2 separate regions of the Sus scrofa genome follow, and region 2 is linked to region 1. Evidence: chromatin contacts called from public Hi-C data. All regions are on one chromosome and are shown on one strand. Each heading gives the region's core, a stretch centred on a gene start, on an enhancer-like site or on the middle of the called end of the contact. The rest is flanking DNA. Distances are from core to core; before and after follow the strand shown.

The links. A called contact is a pair of places that touch in the nucleus more often than the background predicts.
Region 2: a Hi-C map of fetal heart ventricle shows a contact between it and region 1, with 6 times the contacts expected there. The contact joins two enhancer-like sites. A contact is called at or near these places in 2 of 47 Hi-C or Micro-C datasets (fetal heart ventricle and heart right ventricle) and 1 of 2 datasets of contacts at active chromatin or transcription factors (alveolar macrophages).

The regions. Positions count from the first base shown.
Region 1 is chr1:40,626,489-40,629,431 of Sscrofa11.1, reverse strand. The region is part of intron 1 of LOC110260218 (a long non-coding RNA gene); the gene reads right to left. Among named protein-coding and RNA genes, the nearest start is that of GJA1, 370 kb to the left of the region's middle. Within about 2 kb of position 1,356, at least 11 of the 83 cell types and tissues checked have an H3K27ac peak or open chromatin away from gene starts, as enhancers often do.
Region 2 is chr1:40,995,185-40,998,105 of Sscrofa11.1, reverse strand. All of the region lies in intron 1 of GJA1 (gap junction protein alpha 1), which reads left to right. Among named protein-coding and RNA genes, the nearest start is that of GJA1, 5.5 kb to the left of the region's middle. Within about 2 kb of position 1,620, at least 9 of the 83 cell types and tissues checked have an H3K27ac peak or open chromatin away from gene starts, as enhancers often do.

The DNA.
Region 1 (2,943 bases), core at 107-2,606:
AGTTTAGCTTGGGCTTAGGGGTGAGGGAGTGTATGTTGAAGAACTCACCTATATCAACGCTTGTTCTCATCTCAGTTTCTCTGAAAAGTTGGGGTAATAATATTTCTGAACTCTGTTGTAAGAGGTAGTAGATGATCCATGAAACATACTCAGAACTATGCCTGCTCAGAGCTTGCAGGTAAGAATATTAGCAATTCAACACTGGAACAGGTTAGTCAACAGAATCTTGTGAACATATATTTTTCTAATTTTTAATGGATTTTGAATAATATGTCCTTTCATCTTGCAGTACACGATTGAACATTTAAGAAAAAACCTAAATCATACTTAACTCAGAACCATAGTTCCCAGACTTTCATCTTACTGCTCTTTCTGGCACACTTAGTCTTCATGATTTAATTCAACATTAAGAGCTCTTTCATGCTCGCTCTTGTTTTACAATTGCCAAGTCACTTAAAGTATTAATCATATGCCTTTATTATGTTTATTAGCTTTGTATCTCTGTGATCTCTTAGTATGAAGATTTTTTTCCTCTGTCATTTTAATAATCTATCCAAACTCCGAATCACAAGTTTAAAACTATAAAATTGACATGATCAAGTACAGAAAGAAGAAAGCCATTAAGCCAAATGAGCATTAACAAATGGCTCTAAATCCCCATGCTGCCCTGTAGTCAGTGTGACCTTGAGTAAATCACTCATGATTCCTTAGTTTAGCTTCCTCATCTGTAAAATAAAGATCATAATATCTGTCAGACCTTCCTCCAAGGGCACTGTGAAGTAAGATATTATATGTGAAAGCCCTCTATAAACTCTATAGTCTGGGAGTTTGAGAGCTTGTTTATCCAAAACTTCATGGTGAGGTAAGTGAAAGCCCTCTATAAGCTGTATGGTGCATTTGCTACACGTGACATTGCATGAGAGCTTATTTATTTAATTCTTCACAATGGAGGCACTTTGGTGTGATTTGGGGTTTTGCACTGTTGTAGAGGCTTTCTAAGAATGATAGCACACAACACTAAGCAGAATCTAATAAAGATTCAATCAGTGGTTTCACGGGTTGTACTGTAGGTGTCCAGAGAAGGAAATGAGACCTGGGGACTGGCTGGGCTCTTTAGAAAACATCTACAGAGAGGTGCGTTTTTTACTTTACCATTGAATATTGGGTAAGATTGAAATAAACCGAGGACAGAAGTGAGGGGGTTCCAGATGGAGGAACAACTTGAGAGAAGATCCAGAGTAACAGTATATGGAAGCAGAAGAGCACAGAGGCTGAACAATGGACTGATTTGGATGCAGCGATCCCTTCCTGTAGAAAGCAGTGGGAGATGAAACTGGTGAGAGTGAGGGAGTCTCAATGGAATGCCGAAAGAATGATGCGCTTTGTTTACACAGCACATTTAAAAGGAAGGCCACTGAAGGGTTTTAGAGCAGGAAGAGTGATGTGGTAAAAACTGTGAATTCTAGCTTCAGACAAACCAATTTCGAATCCAAATTGGCCTCTTAGCCAATATTTTCTTAGGCAACATTTACTGGACGTGCATGGTGCAGTGGGAAAAGTGTGGGTCTCGGAGTCAAGGGAGGGCCTTTGGAATGTGAGGTCTCTTTTTTGGACCTACCTTTCAGCCAGCGTGGCTGGCAAAGCCATCGTCTTTTATCCTGGCTCTTTCTCACCACTTCTGGAACCATTTCTGCCACTTTTTATTTCATCGAATTTCTATCAGTGTTCTTCTAGGTTACGAGTGCAAAACAGGTTACAACATGTTTTCTCCTAAAAGCCCTCAGAAAAGTTTCAAACTACCCTGCCTGCTATTAATTCTTTTTCCATTCCACTATTGCTCAATCTCCTTTAGTTGATCACATTGCCTTTCAGCAGAGAGTATTACTACATCACAATTAGAAGCATATGATTAGATTTTAATGACCATTTCCTGTCCAGATTCATCATTAAAAGGGCCTTTGTCACTAACAAATTCTAACTCATATTTAATGCTATTTTAACATCACATGTGTTTTCATTATTTAAAATTATCTTAAGTCAGGCTTATGCAGTGAGTTTGAAAATCATCTTTGCATCTACAGAGGCTTATATCAATCACATCTTTGGCGAGAAAGAAAAATACTCAGTTCTGAAGCTATTGGTGTGTCCCCTATTGATTATTAAGGTACTGACATGCTAGCAGCAAGATTTTTCTTTCCTTTTCTTCCATTTTTTTAACTAGGGAAAATAAAATCATTCTACCCCTCAACTCTCCTTTTTCAAAACTGGAAAACAGGAATGAACTTAAGTTTTCACCTAGTCTTTGATTTTTATCTCGGCTTCTAGAGAGGGGTAGAAACCTGACAAATGTAGATTTGGAATGAACATTATTTAAATCACTCTCCACAAAACCTAACTAGTAGACAAAGGACATATCTGTGCCAACTGCTAAGTCAACGGGAGGACTACACAGAGGGTCAACAAAGTTATCAACAAGGTATCCATCCCACTGAAGGATGAAGTGAAAATATGGGTAGTCTAACATGGCCACCCTAGAAAAACAAGGATCACAATTTCTAAGTTTCTATTTATTTCTCTTGCATAGACATGGGATATGACTTGAGGTAAGCTGTCTTACCTTCAAGAATGTGTTCATATTTTACTTTTCACATTGTAAAATGATATAGACACTCTATGTCCCAAATAATAATGATCTCTCTAGGGAGCAAACATTAAACAATGGTAAAAATGCCTGATGGTGATTTATGAGACTGGAAAGCTTGAAAATCTCATTGCCATCTCAGTTTTAAATTGTTATAAAATAAGAACAGGCTTGGAACACTGTTACGATGTATTTATTCCCTATGCCTGCACATCAGTAACATCTTACAAATATAAAGTGATGTTTTCAAGATAGTTTTTTAGGGTGTTTACTTTCTAGTTTATTATTGTTACACTTGAAAT
Region 2 (2,921 bases), core at 371-2,870, 370 kb before region 1:
TTTAGTCTGCAGCATCTGACTTAGGCTCTTTCCTCTAGCACCCCTAAAATGACCATGAGAAATTCCTATTAGTTGGGGAGGTGAGTGATAGCTGTTGAACTAGGGAGGGGACTTTGTATTTGGTAGGTGTCATCTTCTCTTTGGATGGAGTCCCTCACTCCTCAACTCCCATCTCATTGTTTCGTGAAGGCTGATGCGGGTTGACTCTGTGGTAGAAAAGAGTGAGAGGCAAGGAAAGAAAGGCTTGTTAGTGTTTTCTTTCCCCCCATAAAAATCAATGCCACACAACAAATACCTTCGGGAATGAAGCAGTATCATTCTTTACAAAGGAATCTAAGGCTAATCAGGGTGCTGTGGGGCAGAGTATTAAATAGAATAGATGTTTACATGGAATACGTTTGATATACTATAGAGTTAAGCTAACTGCCCAGGTATAAGGAAGCAAAGTTTGTGTATATTATCTGATGAAGTGGGAATATATATTTTCTGTGGTACCTGATTCAAATTGCTTAACTGCCTACCCACACTCAAACTATATGGAGATACTGTATTAACTGGGGTTGATATCAGCTGGTACTGTTCCCTTCAGAGCCCTAGTCTTACCCCAAGATTTATCATTCTTGAGATAAACACAAGTATTAACACATTATTTCTTCCATTGCAAGACACTATGGTGTTCTTTACTCTCAGCGATTGTGGTCTCGTCAAAATTAGAATATGGTAGAACTGTGATATGACAACACAAGTTTGTTGTTGTTTTAAAATAAAACAGCGTAATAGTAAGATTGAATAAAGATCTATGATAGCTGATGCAGTTCTGCAAAATTCCAAAATCGCTATTACCTTGTCTAATAAATTCAATATGCTCTTTGTTAAATAGGCTTTCCTTAATTCAGTCATATCATCTGCTCAGGAATCCTTTAAAGCATGTTGTTTCAACAGACAGTTCTCTGTTTCAGCAATTATCACTTGACAATGTATGTCTAATACAAGACACTGACAATCCCACTTTTTTTCTGTGAAAGTCCCTTTTTTTTTTTTTTTTTGTCATTTTGTCTTTTTACGGCCGCACCCATGGCATATGGAGGTTCCCAGGCTAGGGGTCTAATTGGAGCTGTAGCCATCAGCCTACACCAGAGCCACAGCAACGCCAGATCTGAGCTGCATCTACAACCTACACCACAGCTCATGGCAACACTGGATCCTTAACCCACTGAGCAAGGCCAGGGATTGAACCCGCAACCTCATGGTTCCTAATCGAATTCTTTAACCACTGAGCCACCACAGAACTCATGAAAGTCCCTTTTTAATTAATTTTAAAGTTCTGAAGTTTGGGATATGTAACTATAATGAAGAGCATCCCAAAGAGGTAGTGAACAACAAAACTGGTGAAACCTGGTGCCTTTTTTGTACAAATCCAATTTAATTAATTCAATAGATATTTATGCATTATCTCTTACTGTTTTAAACCTTGGTGATACAGAGGTGGACAAAAGAAACTCCCTCAGTCACAGAAGTCACATTCTAGTTGAGGGAAGCAGATAGTGATAAATCCTTGTCATGAAGGCAGACAGACAATAAACAGGTATTTATATAATATGTCGAGTAGAGCTAAGGGCCATTAAAAAACAAAAAAAGGACAAGGAATATAACAAATGATGTGCTTAGAGTACAGGCTGATGAGGTGAGATCAGAGCGAACTACAGGGATGGAGCAGAGCTGATCAGGGCAGCTCAGCTTGTTTGTTAGTTTCTTTCAAGATTGACCACTTGAAGAGAGTAGATTGGCAAGCAGGGTAACTAGGCTCTTGTAACCTAAAGACAGGTGATGATGACTGAGATCAGACTAAGAGCAGAAGTGGTGAGACTCATAGTCTGTTTGGGGGGAAGATAAAGCCTATGGTATTTGCTGATATATTGAATGTGGGTTATGTTAATTATGTATGGGTATAAATATTACCAAAAGAACATCTGGCTGTTGTAACTATAGAGGAATGGTCACAACTGAGCCTGCTCAGAGACATTTACTGTAAGGGAGAGGTGTTCTTACAAAAATTAAAGAAAAACTTGAGGATTTACAGATTAGTTTTGAGGCTTATAATTTTTCGGTTTTAGGATGTTAGAAACACATACTTGGCACTTCCCTTTCCCTTCAAAAAAAAATCCATTAAATTATTTTATCAGGAAACAATCCTATTTGCCTTTTTTTTTTTTTTTTTTGTCTTTTTGCCTTTTCTAGGGCCGCTCCTGCGGCATATGGAGGTTCCCAGGCTAGGGGTCGAATCGGAGCTGTAGCCACTGGCCTACACCAGAGCCACAGCAACGCCAGATCCATAACCCACTGAGGGAGGCCAGGGATTGAACCGTCAACATCATGGTTCCTAGTCGGATTTGTTAACCACTGAGCCACAATGGGAACTCCCTATTTATCTTTTTTTATTTTAATTCCCCAGTCAGCTGTTTATAGTGTCTCTTCTTGGGAGAATCTTTAAAATTGAAAGTAAAGTATTTTGCAATTCTGCTAATGATTATGGGAACATTAGCAACACAGGGACTTGACTGTACCTTTGGCATGGTGATTTGTTTATAAGGATCTGGAAAGGAGGACAGTCAAAAGGACTTTAAAATTGAAGGTTTCTTTTCATTTTGAATAAAGCATTTGCGTCCTTGTGCTTCTTGGGGAGCAGCCAGGGGAGATGGAGGGATGAGGGGTGGTGAAGAGTGAGCTCAGTTTCCAGGAGCTCAGAGAGCCACTGCTCCTCACACTGACACCCCTGCCCCCAGCCCCATCCCCTTGGTGTTTTTAGATACTTTGTCCCTTTTTGCTCTCCTGACATTTTCACACATATTTCACACATATTCACATTGTGAATAAGAGAGAGAGCACCAAAAAGTTTCCAGAAACCTTTGCCTCTTGGCCTA